Linked DNA regions of Mus musculus: regions 1, 2, 3 and 4 are each linked to region 5. The links are chromatin contacts, called in public ChIA-PET, HiChIP or PLAC-seq and promoter capture Hi-C maps. All regions are on one chromosome and are shown on one strand. The core of a region is the stretch at or near the end of the contact, and the rest is flanking DNA. Distances in the headings are between cores, read along the strand shown. Region 1 holds the start of Sass6 (SAS-6 centriolar assembly protein). Region 2 holds the start of Rtca (RNA 3'-terminal phosphate cyclase). Region 3 overlaps Cdc14a (CDC14 cell division cycle 14A). Region 4 holds the start of Cdc14a (CDC14 cell division cycle 14A). Region 5 holds the start of Frrs1 (ferric-chelate reductase 1).

What was found. Promoter capture Hi-C pulls out the DNA fragments that hold promoters and counts their contacts. ChIA-PET counts read pairs in DNA pulled down with a chosen protein or histone mark. HiChIP or PLAC-seq counts read pairs in DNA pulled down with a chosen protein or histone mark.
Region 1: a promoter capture Hi-C map of hematopoietic stem and progenitor cells shows a contact between it and region 5. The contact joins the promoter of Sass6 here to the promoter of Frrs1 in region 5. A contact is called at or near these places in 12 of 39 promoter capture datasets (the C10 cell line, the HPC-7 cell line, the SN4741 cell line and 6 more), 6 of 484 Hi-C or Micro-C datasets (cerebellar granule neurons, embryonic stem cells, myocytes and 2 more), 11 of 115 datasets of contacts at active chromatin or transcription factors (the 230-238 cell line, bone marrow-derived macrophages, effector CD8 T cells and 7 more) and 3 of 9 other capture datasets (adipose tissue, liver and macrophages).
Region 2: a promoter capture Hi-C map of the HPC-7 cell line shows a contact between it and region 5. The contact joins the promoter of Rtca here to the promoter of Frrs1 in region 5. A contact is called at or near these places in 23 of 39 promoter capture datasets (the 3T3-L1 cell line, 3T3-L1-derived adipocytes, the C10 cell line and 15 more), 9 of 484 Hi-C or Micro-C datasets (CD8 T cells, bone marrow-derived DN2 thymocytes, bone marrow-derived macrophages and 4 more), 10 of 115 datasets of contacts at active chromatin or transcription factors (the 230-238 cell line, bone marrow-derived macrophages, craniofacial prominence and 5 more) and 3 of 9 other capture datasets (adipose tissue, liver and macrophages).
Region 3: a contact with region 5 is called in an RNA polymerase II ChIA-PET map of memory CD8 T cells, with 8 read pairs. The contact joins the enhancer-like site here to the promoter of Frrs1 in region 5. A contact is called at or near these places in 1 of 484 Hi-C or Micro-C datasets (the G1E-ER4 cell line), 4 of 115 datasets of contacts at active chromatin or transcription factors (bone marrow-derived macrophages, fetal liver, memory CD8 T cells and 1 more) and 1 of 9 other capture datasets (liver).
Region 4: a contact with region 5 is called in an H3K27ac HiChIP or PLAC-seq map of microglia, with 8 times the contacts expected there. The contact joins the promoter of Cdc14a here to the promoter of Frrs1 in region 5. A contact is called at or near these places in 4 of 39 promoter capture datasets (cranial neural crest, embryonic stem cells, hematopoietic stem and progenitor cells and 1 more), 9 of 484 Hi-C or Micro-C datasets (CD4 T cells, CD8 T cells, the G1E-ER4 cell line and 3 more), 8 of 115 datasets of contacts at active chromatin or transcription factors (the 230-238 cell line, bone marrow-derived macrophages, embryonic stem cells and 4 more) and 3 of 9 other capture datasets (adipose tissue, liver and macrophages).

Annotation. Positions count from the first base shown.
Region 1 is chr3:116,593,608-116,596,307 of GRCm38.p6, reverse strand. It overlaps Sass6 (SAS-6 centriolar assembly protein), which reads right to left and starts at 1,350. Exons shown (of 17, transcript NM_028349.3): 1 at 1,130-1,350. The coding sequence starts at 1,194. Trmt13 (tRNA methyltransferase 13) reads left to right here. Exons shown (of 12, transcript NM_030016.3): 2 at 715-1,669. The coding sequence starts at 1,523.
Region 2 is chr3:116,506,872-116,509,571 of GRCm38.p6, reverse strand. Rtca (RNA 3'-terminal phosphate cyclase) reads left to right here and starts at 1,397. Exons shown (of 11, transcript NM_025517.3): 1 at 1,397-1,627; 2 at 1,721-1,821; 3 at 2,594-2,700. The coding sequence starts at 1,583.
Region 3 is chr3:116,373,229-116,375,928 of GRCm38.p6, reverse strand. The region is part of intron 4 of Cdc14a (CDC14 cell division cycle 14A); the gene reads left to right. Among named protein-coding and RNA genes, the nearest start is that of Cdc14a, 49 kb to the left of the region's middle. Within about 2 kb of position 1,253, at least 42 of the 459 cell types and tissues checked have an H3K27ac peak or open chromatin away from gene starts, as enhancers often do. A contact at or near this core is called in memory CD8 T cells, where this site is marked.
Region 4 is chr3:116,422,759-116,425,458 of GRCm38.p6, reverse strand. It overlaps Cdc14a (CDC14 cell division cycle 14A), which reads left to right and starts at 1,427. Exons shown (of 16, transcript NM_001080818.2): 1 at 1,427-2,022. The coding sequence starts at 1,974. Gm40125 (a long non-coding RNA gene) reads right to left here and starts at 1,208. Exons shown (of 3, transcript XR_867571.3): 1 at 776-1,208.
Region 5 is chr3:116,860,236-116,862,935 of GRCm38.p6, reverse strand. Frrs1 (ferric-chelate reductase 1) reads right to left here and starts at 1,256. Exons shown (of 17, transcript NM_009146.3): 1 at 1,227-1,256.

The DNA.
Region 1 (2,700 bases), core at 101-2,600, 270 kb after region 5:
CCCGAATTCAATAACTACATGTCTATATATTAAACATCACAAAATAATCACCAATGAGAGGCTGGGGTGGGGTGGGGGTTACACATCAGTGGTAGAGCATGCTAAGTGAGGGCACCACTTCAACTGTCAAAATCAAACAAACAATAAGACAATTAAATAACCTACAGATTCCTATATACGGCTGATGTTTTAAGTCCATTTTTCTGACTGCTTTGCTGGTTGATTCTGGACCTAATTTTAAATCGCATACCACAGTTTAACAGTCCAGCGACTCAATACATCAGTGTCTTCTTTTTGTTTTTGTTGTTTTTTAATTCAACATTTTTTTCACCGTTTAGTTTCTACAAACATTTTCACACCTGGTCTTCATTGCAATCAAATGAACAGCTAGACATATTAAATCAATTTAGCAAATGAGAAAATGTAATGTTCACAGAAACTAACAACTAAAAAGTTATTAGTAAAAGAGGGAAAAATCAGATCGCCTGTGGTTAGTGTGGCAAGTTTGCATTCATCTGTGCGATAAGATACCCTAGTGTAAACTCTGTGAAGATCAAGGTATCCCCAGGGGTCCGACGAAGGGCTTTACGGGTTGACTTATGTTTTGAATGTACAGAATTCCTGATTTTTCCAGTTTTGGGAGTTGGTTAAATGATTGAAACTGACGTGCGGATGAACCGAAATATGTCACTGAACGTTTTGTTTTGTTTTTAGATGGAGTTCTAAAGCTTCACCCCCAGTGTTCTTCAAAGGAGAGCATGAGTGAAGGGCCGGGCGACCTGAATCCTAGTGCGGACAGCTCCCTGAAGTCACCGTGAAGCTTTTGTGGAAATGACAGGGAGAATCAGAGTTGCCACCCAGAAAGGACAGGCTGGGCTCTGTCCCGCTGAGGGCCAGAACACGGACGTGAAGGAGTCGGCTTGCCATTTCCTCATTCCCTTTCCTCGCGTCCCCTCCGCAACGGCCGGCCCGGCCACAAACAAAGGTATCCATTAAGTCCGCAGGGTCCCTTCCCGATTCCCGGTGTGACAGTCCGACACCCGCGGACCGACCGATCCCCACGGAACCCAGCCGCCATCTTCCCCATTGGCGCGACCCCAACCGCCACCCGCCGGCTCCGGGAGCTCACCTCTCCTCGCAGTCTTTGCATTTCACTAGCAAGGGAACAAGCTGCTGGAACAGAACTTGACTCATGTCGGACCGCTGCCCCGACGGGAGGGTGAAGAAGCCCAGTAGGCCCGGCCTTCGGTCCCGGCTGCAAAGAAGAGCCGGTCCCGATGAGTTTGAGTTTGGCGCTCAGCTCCCGCGGAGGAGGAGGGAAACGATAAACAGAGGGAACGAAGGAGCTTTGGACCTCGTCAGCCACCGTCACCTTTTTCCGGTTCGGGCACCGACCGAGCCGGGCTGATGCGTCATTTCCGTGGACCCACCCCCCTCAGGCGGCCACGTTTGTTAAGGGAAGTGGGACCAAAGGGGACTGACAACTTTGGGCTGAGCCAGGCTTTCAAAAGGACCCAGCGTTATGGAGGCTCCGGCGGCGACTTCGCCCTCGATCGGATTTCCCATCGACGGCAGATGCAACTACTTCGTAGAAAAGAAGAAGCGCTTCTGCAGGATGGTGGCGGCCGCGGGGAAAAGGTTCTGTGGCGAACACGCTGGCTCCGCCGAGGTCAGCTATCGCCCTCCCTTCCTGGGAGTCGCGGGTCTGTGGGTGCTGGACCCCAGTCTCGCCCCTTTGACAGGTTCCTGCTTCCGTCCCATGGATTTAAGTAAATGCAGTTCTGCCCACCGCTCGGAGCCGCGAGGAGCCCCCGAGGAGCATTGCTTTCTTGTACTAAAAGCTCCCTCTGCTGTCTCAGAGACCCTTACACTCATCCTTCCTTCCGCTAGTCCCCCATCCTCAGGGGAAGTGATTATTTTTATAAAGGAGTGCTTGAAAAAGATCACTAGGTTTTATTAACTGGGTTCTAATTAATTATAGTTATTGTTTTTGAACGATAACCACTTGTGAATGCATGGGGAAGAAACTTAGAAACAATTTTTGTTTGTTTGTTTAGACTTGTAGATTAGTAATTTGCCTGTTCTTTATACATTAGGAGCCACTAATACTTTTGCACTTACAACCAAAATGTCTTATGACATTAATGTCTGTTGAGAGACAAAAAAAAGAAAAAAACAAAACAAAACAAAACAAAAAACTTTGCTTTCAACTTTGAAGTTTGTTATTTTACGTTTATTTTTCCTTCTCCGTCCCAGAATAATAATTACAAGTTCATAAGGTGTTTTCCTGGAGAGTTAAGTCTAAAGTCACAGGAAGCCTCATTACCCTCTACACCAAAAAAGAAAACATTTTACTAACCTGCTATACACTGTTTCTAAACTCAAACAATAGATTTTAAAAATGTGTGTGTGTGTGTGTGTGTGTGTGTGTGTGTGTTCTGTGATTACGCTTTGAAAGTTAGAGTACTATTTCCCTTGAAAGACAACTTTCTGTTTTTGAGATGGGGATCTTGCTGAATTGCTCATATTGGTCTTGAACATCTGATCCCAGGAATTCTCCTGCCTTAGCCTCCCAACTAGCTGGTCTCCATCAAAGAATCACACTGGAATTTAATTTAAAAGTCTATACATGAAATAATGTTGTTTTTTTTAATACTGAAAATTCCTTAACTTTCTCTAAAATTCAGTGTGCGTATCTTC
Region 2 (2,700 bases), core at 148-2,647, 350 kb after region 5:
CTTCAGAGGGTGTTATATTTATGTAATAGGAATCTAATATGTATGATAATCAAGGTACCACAGGGAAGATGGCTGCTCTTCCATAGGACCCAGGTCAGATTCTCACCCGTGTGATTGGTGGCTCACAATCCTCTGGAATTCCAGTCACAGGGAATTCGATACCCTCTTCAGGCCTCTGTGTACAGATGAATGTGTACACATTATGCCCATTCACATAATAATAATTTTTAAAAAGTACAACATGTATATTCGCACAGCAGCCTTGCTTCAATGTCTTATTATTTCCTGTCTGTAAAATTATATCACTGGTATCTCCTTTTTTTAGGTTCTTAGGCCGCTAAACCATCTTCTGTACACTATAATGGGTTTGTGCCTCTCCCTTTGGTTTAGCGGACCATGAGACAAGGAAGTTTCTCTGAGTCTCATGCTAGGCCATGGGAAAAGCCGGAGTTCCCGAGCCAGCCGGGGGGCAAGTTTGTCATCCAAGAAGAGATTTTTTTTTAAAAAAAGATTTATTTATTTATTATATGTAAGTACACTGTAGCTGTCCTCAGATACCCCAGAAGAGGGCATCAGATTTCGTTACGGATGGTTGTGAGGCACCATGTGGTTGCTGGGATTTGAACTCAGGACCTTTGAAAGAACAGTCGGCGCTCTTAACCACTGAGCCATCTCGCCAGCCCCAGGAAGAGATTTTACAGTTCTAAAATCTGCTAGACCACTTTGCAGAAGAGATTGAGTCGATGGCAGGTCAGTGTTGGCCTGGACCACACCTAGATTAGGACTGCTTGCATGTGAATCACTGTTGCTCTCTACTTAAACCTAAGCTTTCCATCAGAACCCTGAAGATAGACTAGGTTTATTTATTTATTTTTTTCTCTTCCCAATGGGACCACACGTAACAGATCTCTTCTTTCTGCCTTCCATTAATACTTATTTCTTGGCTTGGCTACTGAGAAGGTGTTGGCTGAGCCTACTTTGTTAAGGCCTGCCAGGGGCCAGGCTCTGACGGTAACATTTCAAGTAACCATTCACATCTTGGAGCACGTTCCAGATTGATTTAAGTAATCTACATGCTTCCAAAATACTGTGTTAGTACAGTATCGAAATTAGGCGACAGTGATGTTTCATCACACAATTCAGCCTCATTTCCCAGTCTTTGAGGTACCCGAGGATGCTGGAGAAGGCAGTGCTTACACATGATTGGGAAAATAAAATACCAGCCTGGGGGATAACTGAAGAATGTACCTGTTGGGGGGAAAGGGCTTCTGGAGCCTGAAGGTTTTGCTGTGTCACCCCCTTGTGGCCAGCCCAGTTCCCTGCTAGTTTGGGTACACAGTCGCACAACGCCCCGCGCGGCCTCTCTGAGCGCTGGGTGGAGCGCATGCGTACAGCTGCCGGCAGGGTCCCCTGGGGAATTCGTTTCCACAGCAACAGTTTCCCGGGAGGCGCGGGTTCTTTCTCCTTCCGGCGAGCTCGGCCCGGAAGCGCACTATCAGGCCTGCGGGCTTGCGGGCGCCTCGTCTTTTGCCGGTTGCAGCAGGGACGTGGTCGCTGCCGGCCGGGCTCAGAGGCGCCCGCCATGGAGGGCCAGCGGGTGGAGGTGGACGGTGGGATCATGGAAGGGGTGAGTGTGGGACTGCTAGGGGCCGGGGCGAGCCGTGGCGGCGGGGGCCTCCATTCAACCTCTGTCATTTCTCCACCCCGGTGCTCTCTACAGGGCGGCCAGATCCTCAGGGTCTCCACCGCCCTGAGCTGCCTCCTGGGCCTACCCTTGCGCGTGCAGAAGATCCGCGCGGGCCGCAGCACGCCGGGCCTCAGGTACTGCGGGCGGGCGGGCGGGCGGGGAGTTTGGGTAGGGGGCCTGGGAGCCCGGAGATCGGAGCCCGGGTTCTAGGGGGGAGGAGGCCCGGGCGGCAATTAAGAGTGCGGCCTTTGCTCTCCGTTTCTGTCCATAGGGCAGGCCGCTAGTTGTCCTTAGGACGCCTTGAAACAGGGTAGCTTGTCCATGTTCTTGTCATGGTAGGTTTATTGTTAATTGTTCTTGCAAGATATCATCTAGTCCAGGGTAATCCGGAACTTCTCTGCTAGGGTGAATAACCTTGAACTTTCGATTCTCCTGTTTCCACCTCTCAGATGCTATAATTACAGCTGTGTGCCACCATGCCCAGTTTATGTGGTTCTGGAAATAAAACCTAAGGCCTCCTCCACACTGTGCACGCCCTCTACCCACTGAACTACATCCCTGTTCCTCTAATCTCACCCTCTCTTTTCATAAGAATAGCAGTCAAATTGTATTACCGCACCCCCTAATAGCCTCCCTTATGTTGATTGTACCTTTAAAAGGCCTGTTTAAATGATCACATTTTGTGTGGGTTGAGGCCTCAAGGTGGGAATTTAGGGATGAGGAGTACATAATTTAGGTAGTACTGGTGTCACGGGGTGGTCATTGAATGAAATCAAAAGCCCCAGACAAAGTTCTCCTGTTGGAAGACATCACACTTGTTTTCTGGCCATTGCTTTTGTAACTGTCATAGAGTGGGGTATAGGCAGTCTGATGGCACACGTTTTGATGCAGTCTTATGACCTGAAGGCCTCAGCATTTATCTGGACTGGAAATGGTTCGTGATTTGTGTGGCGGGCACCTGGAGGGAGCAGAAATCGGCTCAACAGAGATAACCTTTACCCCCGAGAAGATCA
Region 3 (2,700 bases), core at 4-2,503, 490 kb after region 5:
GTAGGTCTGTGGTTGCCTTTACTTGTCTGTGTTCTCGTTTGTGGAAATTAGTGAGCGATGGCATGTAGGAACCTGCTTACTTCAAAACAAGACCTTTGCATGCTTAAGAGGGATCAATTCTTTTCTCTTCTTGAAGGACAATCTTGTCATGTGGCATTTGTTTGCAAAGTTCAGGCTAATGTACAGACAAATGACCACAGGATCTGTTCTGTAAACACCCACCTAGTGGGGCAAGCTCTTGTTTCTCCTGCATTCTCCAAGCAACAACTCTTTGGTAAACACTGGAAGAGAACAACCAGTTCCTTGTTTGAGTCCATTGTTAGTTTTCTCTTCTTGAGTAAGTTCAAAGAGAAGGCGCTTACACATTACCAGGCAGGAGCTGTGAGACCTGAGTTGTATGCAGTGTGGCTCTGCCTTGAAAGTTTGCCTTAACATCTCCCCCGCAAACTCCTCAAAACCCAGAGAAAACCAGGAGAAAGATATTTGAAAATGTTTTGAAATTGCTTATTATTTTTGAGATAAGGTCTTGTGATGTCACCCAGGCTGGCTTCAAACCTGAGCTCCCTGTGTCTTGATCTCTGAGTGCTGGTGTTACAGGCACACTCTGCTACATTCAACTAAAAATTTAACTTAGAGAACACTGTTGTTGTTTAATGTTCCTTGGTTACATGATCTGGTTACTGAATGAACACTGAGAGCCTGGTTTACCTTCTCCATTCCTGGCAGATCTCAGGCCATGGTTTGATGGAAAACATCCAATCTTGACTGGGCTCCATCTCTGCTTTGCAGCCCTCTTGCTGTGTGTGCTCAGAAAGTGTTTCCTTCCCAACAGTTCCCATTTGTTACCACAAGGAAAATCTCTCCTCTTATCTCTGCCCCACTTCTCATTGCCCCAGGTTTTAAATCAGCCTTAGATAAAAATGTCAAATATTAAGGAGAGTTATGCATTTTGAAATAGAATTGACATAAATATAATACAATACTGTTAAAACAATTGAAGTAGTTCAGATTTCAATGTAGAGTCACTGAGAATGTACTCATTCATTCCCTCACGGTTTCCTTATTTTTAAGATTTTACTTTTATTTATTATTATTTTGTGTGCGAGTGAGTGCGGGCAGGCACACATGTGCCCTGGTGAACTCCGAGGTTAGAGGTCAGAGGGCAACTTTGTGGAGTCTGTTTCTCCTTTCACTTTTACATGGTTTCTGGAGACTGAACACAGGTTGCCAGGTTGTCATCACTGGCTTCAACTTTGAGCTTTGATCTTGGGTAAAGTATATCCGGAGTTTGAGATATTTGCCTTTTTAAGTAAGCTTTGAAGTGTAGTTCATTTGTAAGTGAAAGAGTTATCATACAAAATGACAGATGTTTGAAAAACTTAAATGTTTAATCATGACTTACATCAGCCACTAGTATCTTGATCATAAACATGTTCTGATTTGAGCCTGATTTGAACCGAGTTTTACCTAGAGGTTGCCTTCTGACAGTGACTGATAGGTTATACACAGGCATATGCTTACCTGGGTATACATGTATGTAACATGTAACCTGTGGTTACTCCAGGAATATGAAGGACTTAGGTACTCTAGGGGCCACACATTTTCTTCCATCCCCCATTCTGTTTTTTTTTTTTTTTTTTTTTTCATGTGGAAGAGGTTTTATTGGGAGCGAGAGACAAGGTGGCAGCAGAAAGAGAAGAAGAGGAAAAGAGAGAGGGGAAGATTTTCTATTGGTGTGGTTTTCTTCGGTTTGCTTGGCAAAGGCTTGGCCTACGTCCTTATGATTTAACTGTCGGTGATGTGTGTGTTGGCACATGGGCTCGAATCAGGCATAAGCAGTCCACGGTGTCATTGAAACAGTTCTAGCAAGAGATGTGCGACTGTCCCAGTCGCATCATCAGCTCTGGAGAGACATCTATTCAGGCTGATTATGAAAATTCTGCTTTCCATGAAATTAAATGAGGAGACACATGTGGCTAATATCTGCAATCCTCCCAAAAAACAGCCCATCAAAGGCTCCCGCTAGCTCCACTCTGGTTGTATCCATGAGAGAGGTGGAAGGAGTGTTTCTCATCCAAATGAATTTTGAGATAAACACAATCGTGTCTGCTGCTTGTCATCTGTCTACTTAACCCAAACTCCAGATGAAAATGTAGAGATGTCATGAGGGCATTTCAGAGCAAACAGAACCTCAGACAAACAAACGAAGTCACAGCCCATTTCTATGAAGATGTGGGATGAAGGATTTTTAGGGTAGACGTAAGTGATGGGGTGGTGATGTGAGGCCCAATTCTGCTTCCCCCTTACGGTACATTGTGTCTCCATCTTTGTTAGGCAGTACTGTGTTCTTCGTTGCTGACTTCCTGGTCTGTGGTTTCTATTGGATTGGAAGGGTTTTCTATATACTGGCTTCAACCAGACTGCAGAAGATAAGATTCGGTCTTATTATTGTGTTTTAATTAGAATACCGAGCCTGGTAGATTTAAAGTAGACCAGACGCAGGCCGTTGGGAACACAGTGGGTTTCTGCTTCGTAACCACAGGCTTGCCTATTTAATGTCCTCAATTGTTCCACTCTGAGTATTTCTGCTTCTGTAAGTTAGAACAAAAGTGAAATTGTCTGTGCATCTCACAAATAAGTAGGTTTTTTTTCCTTTTTTTTTTTTTTAAATTATCAAGTTGAATGGAGTTATTGTTTTTC
Region 4 (2,700 bases), core at 178-2,677, 440 kb after region 5:
TCAAGGCTCATTACAACTTTCAGGACTTTTACAGTTGTAAAGTCTGTTTCTTTTTCGGGGTTAACTTTTGAATGTAAGGAGAGGGTGTCTTTTTAACTCCCTTACCAAGGATGTGTTTGGCTAGAATTACCGAGATGCTCTGAATAACTTTCCAGTATATCAAAGTAGTATCCACTTAGTTTTGTGCTTGTTTAGCTTTATGGAAAGCCGGCAGAGCAGAAGAATGGCCTAAGAATTGCCTCCCTGGAGTCAGTGTTCCAAGTTGCTTCAGCCGGCACTTTGCTCGAGCGCCCCCTCTCTCCCTAGAGGTCAACACGCAACTGCGAGCTTTCAAAGGCTTGCACAAATCCCCGTTTCAAGGAGAAACCACTCAGAGCGCATGCTCTGGTGATAGTGGTTCAGTAGCGCCATTTTCGTAAGGGAAGGGCTGGCCACTAGTTCCGTCCCTAGGGCTCCCAGCATTAAAGTTCTCCAAACTGGATCAAAACGTTGCCGAACAAGTCCGGGGCCTCCTGGAGAGGAGCCTTTGTACTCCTTTGCAACGCTCCAGCCAAGACTACAGAAATCTTCTGTTCATTTCTCTTGTGGACAAGAGATCCTTTTCCCTCTTCTCCCTTCGCCTAGGATAGCCTACAGTCCGAGACTAGAGCCTTACACTTCTGGTGTAATTTTGCGCTCACACCTGTGGCCAAAATGAAAGGACTTGGAGAACTGGACGGGAATTTTTTTCCCCCTTGAGAACAAAGCCTAGGTGAGAGCAGACTCTAGTACTTACAGGGCATCAGTCCGTGTACTCAGGAGCTAGGAGGTATCGCTTCTTTTGAAAATTGGTTATAAAGACACAGATCCGATAGTGGTGAGAATAGGGGTTGGTGGAAAGATAGCTAGCGGTACGACCCGACATGGAGAAGGTCTGAGGTTTTTCAATGTGTGTGTCTGCGCGCGCGTGCGTGTGTGTCTCTGTGTGTGTGTGTGTGTGTGTGCGCGCGCGCGAGTTTAGAAGAAACTGAGTGAAGCAGGAAAGAGCTTGAGAGACAAAAAAAAATCTGGTGTGGAAGAAGAGCTAGCCGGTGCAGACGTGGAGACAGCATCTCAGCCCGCCAGGCAGTCGCAGCTTCCTGGGAGGCATTCACTCCTCTCTACCCATCCTTTTTCATTCATAAGTTTGTGGCTCCGCCTGACATCCACCCCACCCCCACCCCACCCAGGCAGAGGGCCAAGTTTCCTGTGTAGCAATTGGTGAAAGGCAACAAAGCCTTAGCAACTGGCTCCTAGTGACCCGCGGGGCGCCTGGTAACTGGGGCCCGAGGCCGGCTCAGAGAAAGGAGCCGAGCTGTCCCTTTAAGGGATGGCCGCGGAGTGGTGAAAGTGGAGGGGGACGAGGGAGGGCGGGGAGGCAGGTCTGGGGGCGGACCTAAGAGGAGGAGGAGGAGGAGAGGGAGGAAGAGTTGCTGCTGAAAGGAGGTGGCGAAGGAGGAGTCTGAGCAGCTGCTACTAGCCCCGCGGACACCTCCGGAGTCCTGCCCGCTGCCGCACGAGTGGCCACGGGCGCGATCCGGGCCAAACGTCTTGTCCTCCATGATCACTTTGGGAGCCGGGGAAAGACTTTGCCCGGCCTTGGGAGCTGGTGTGCGCCGTCCAGGTTTGGTGGAGACGGTGCAGCGCGAGAAGGAGGAGCTGCAGCTCGAGAAGCAGCAGCAGCCGCCGCCGCCGCAGAGTCCGGATCACAGCGGTTACAGCCCGGGGCGTGTGCGTCCCGCGCCCAGCGGGTTCGGTTCCCCACGGAATGTCCCCGGGGCGCCCCACGCGCTGACCCTGCAGCTGCCTCCGCCTTGGGCGACTGCCTCCTCCCTCAGGCAGGCTCGGTGATTGGGACCGCGAGCTCCCAGCTCTTGGGCAGTGGGGAAGCCCCCGGGGGCGGGTGACCTCAGCTGGCCACGACCCAGCCCTCCCCCGTGCGGATCTCGCTTAAGATGGCAGCGGAGTCTGGGGAACTAATCGGGGCTTGCGAGTTCATGAAAGGTGAGGAGCAGCCACCCGGCATCCTCCGGCCCTTCCACGCCACTCCCCCCCCCCAACTCCTCACGGCTCACCCCTTTGTCCCAAGCCTCTATGCTGGGTTTCTTTTCGGGCCCTGTGTCCCTCAGTACTGCGGCTCGGCGCTCGGGCCCCTTCTCGCTACTCAACTCCCGGAGGACCCCCTGCTTCCGGCTTCTTTTTTCGCGTTCTCACTCCCTCTGCAGCTTCCTCGTACCCGGACAGTGCAGGCTTCTCTGCTTGGGATCCTCCTGCAAACCTATCTTGGTGGGGAGCCTGCTGGTTTTAATCCTCCATCCGCTAACTCTCTACTTCCTCGGTGGCTGGCCCGTGTTTTTGGGACACCCCCTACCCCCAACCACACCCCCCTATCTTTCCTTCCTTCCTCTTGAAGTCTGCTAAGCTGCAGCGGCAGAAGCTCGCCTCTTTTCCCATTCCACCGCAGCTGAGGTCTGAAGGTTTCCGAACCAAACTTGTGTCTCCAGTTTTGCGGGTACCCACAGCTCCTGTCTGCACCCGCCCGCACGCAACCAGGGGGTGAGGGAACTCAGAAGATGCTCTGCCCCCTGCTGGGTCTTCTAGCCTCTTAGCAAGATGTGCTTTTGGGGCTCTGTAGCTTTCTGGAAGATCCTGTTTCTCCAAGAATCCCACGTGTTAAAGGTC
Region 5 (2,700 bases), core at 7-2,506:
TACCTTGATCCATTTACCCATTATCACCTGTCAGGGACCACTGTTGTGACCCAGAGCAAATTATTTATTCTCACTCTCACTTAGGCTTCTTATTTTTGGAGGCAGTACCAGTTTAAAAAAAAAAAAAAAAAAAAAAAAAAAAACTACTTTGTAAGAATTAAATAAAACACCTAACCAGGCACACACTATTAATCATAGTAGTCAGAAGGCAGAGGCAAGCAGATCTCTGTAAGTTTGAGACCAACCTGTTCTATAGAGAAAGTTCCAGGACAGCTAAGGCTACTTAATGAGATCCTAAGCCAGGGCTCCGGATAAAATAGCCTTCTTTCCTTGGAATCTTGCCTAGTTGTACCAACCTGAAGTAAGTGTTCTTTTCTTAGAAATGTACTATTAGCTAATAGAAACTTGTATCACATTTTCCTCCACCATTGCAGACTTACATACCTGTAGCTGAACTGAAAGTTTAAAGTTTAGCTATGTTAGGAGAAATTCCAGAAAGCACATTTGTTAGTTGAAATTTTCCCTTTGACCTTAGACATTATGGAAAGAAAAAAGGAAAGGAAAGAAAAGCGAGGGAGAGGGAGAGGGAGAGGGAGAGGGAGAGGGAGAGGGAGAGGGAGAGAAGAGAAGAGAAGAGAAGAGAAGAGCGAGACGAGACGAGACGAGAAGAGGAGGAAGAGAAGAGAAAAGAGAAGAGAAGAGAAGAGAAGAGAAGAGAAGAGAAGAGAAGAGAAGAGAAGAGAAGAGAAGAGAAAAAAAGGAAAGGAAAGAAAAGAAAGGAGAAGAGAAGAGGCTGCTGGACATGCACAGACATAAGAACACACACACACACACACACACACACACACACACACACACACGAGTAACTCGCACATGGGCAAACTATGACATTAGGTTTCAATGCAAAAGTCAAGTTTCCGTTGTTCAATTTTTCTTATGGAGCACAAATTAAAGTCAATACTTTTCGGGCCCTCATGCTCGTCTGTCCTTACAACTACCCCATTTTGGGGATTAGGGCTCTTTAGTCAAAGTCACGAGGCATATTGGGAAACTAAATCGCTAGACAGATCAAGACAACCCTGCCGGCGAGCGCAGCCCTCCTCCAGCCTCCTGACTGCCAGACCACGCAAGGTGCCTGCTCTCGCCGCCGTCGCCCAGCTAGCTCTGATTTTTATAAGCTTTACCAAGAGTCTTGACACAGAAAACTAAACAGAACGGGCTCTTACCTTGAGCAGCAGAGGCAGCCTGAGCAACTTCCGGCTTGGCTCCGGCGGGTACCGCGGAGCTGCAACTAGGCGGAGCCAGCTTACTGGGAAACCGGCAGGGAAGGCTGGCGACCCAAGCTGCCCTACCTGGTTTCCGAGCCCGGGATGGGCTTTAGGACTGCACATGTGAAACTAGAAGGGTTCTGTTTCTAAAAAATAAAAACGCTCTGCGTGTTTTTAACTCACTAGCTACTGTTGCACTGAGCAAATTACACTTTCCTTGGTTTTCTCTACCAGCCTATTTGAATGCATACCTGTTGCCTGTGACTCAAAGACAAAGGCACCTGCTCCTCCTGCCTGAGCGAGGTAGCCATATTCAGCAAATAAGTAGGATACCCAGTTCCACTGCAATTTCAGTTAGCAGTGTGAGTACTGAAGTACGCAGTACCACAGGCATGCTGATGGCTTGGTTTGGTTTGCTTTTTAATGACTGGCTAAATATAGAATTGAAGTTCACCGTGAGAATTTACAGGACCACCTCCGCCCCCTTTGTTTTTGTTTTGAGACCGGGTTTCTCTGTGCAGCAGCCTTAGCTGTGCCTCTGCCGCCTTCTGGGTTAAATGGGTGGACCACCACTCCCAGCTTTAGTCCTTCTCCCCACCCCACCCTTTTTTTTTTTTTTTTTTTTTTTTTCTTAAATCTAGCAGCACTCCACATACTATTTAGTTACCTACAAAATTTTGTAAAGAAATCGTAGCGCACAGTTTTGTTTTGTTTTGTTTTTGGTGGGGGGGGTGTGAGACACTGTTTCTCTGTGTAGCCTTGGCTGTTCTAGAACTAGCTGTGTAGACCAGTCGGGTCTCAAACTCACAGGGATCCTCCTGCCTCTGCCTCCACATTGCCAGGATTAAAGGTCTGCACTACCACCACCCAAAGTGCACAAATTATAAAAGTTGAAAGGACTCTTTCGAGATTTCTTTTTGTAAAGTACAACTTGAAATGCGTGTGGCTGTGGCTTCCCATTGTCTCTTTTTAGTCTGTGCCTTGCATTATTTTGCAAAAGAACATGTTCAGTGCTAGGGAAAAAAATCTATATCTGAAAAATGTTAACCACGTCGTCCTAACTTGGGAGGACGTGTGGGTTGGGGGAAGGATCGTGAGGCAGGCTTTGACCTGTGGTTACCCATTGCGCAACACCAGTAAATTCTTTAGATCCATTTGAAAAGAAGAGATAGGAAAGAACACCCACCTCTGAACGGCCTAGGAAGAACTGTTAACATTTAACAAACGCCCCACCCTCAACCCCACCCGCCCCACCCCCGCAGCAGCCACCGCCCCAGAAAATTAAAAGGGGGGCTTTAAGTAATGAGAGCCCAAATCTTGTTTCCAACCTAAAGCAGCTTGGGGCATTAAAACTTTTCAACTAAGTCAACTGATTTTTTCAGCTCAAAACCACAGACTTGGGGTTCAACTAGGACCCCTATAAGCCATGGTT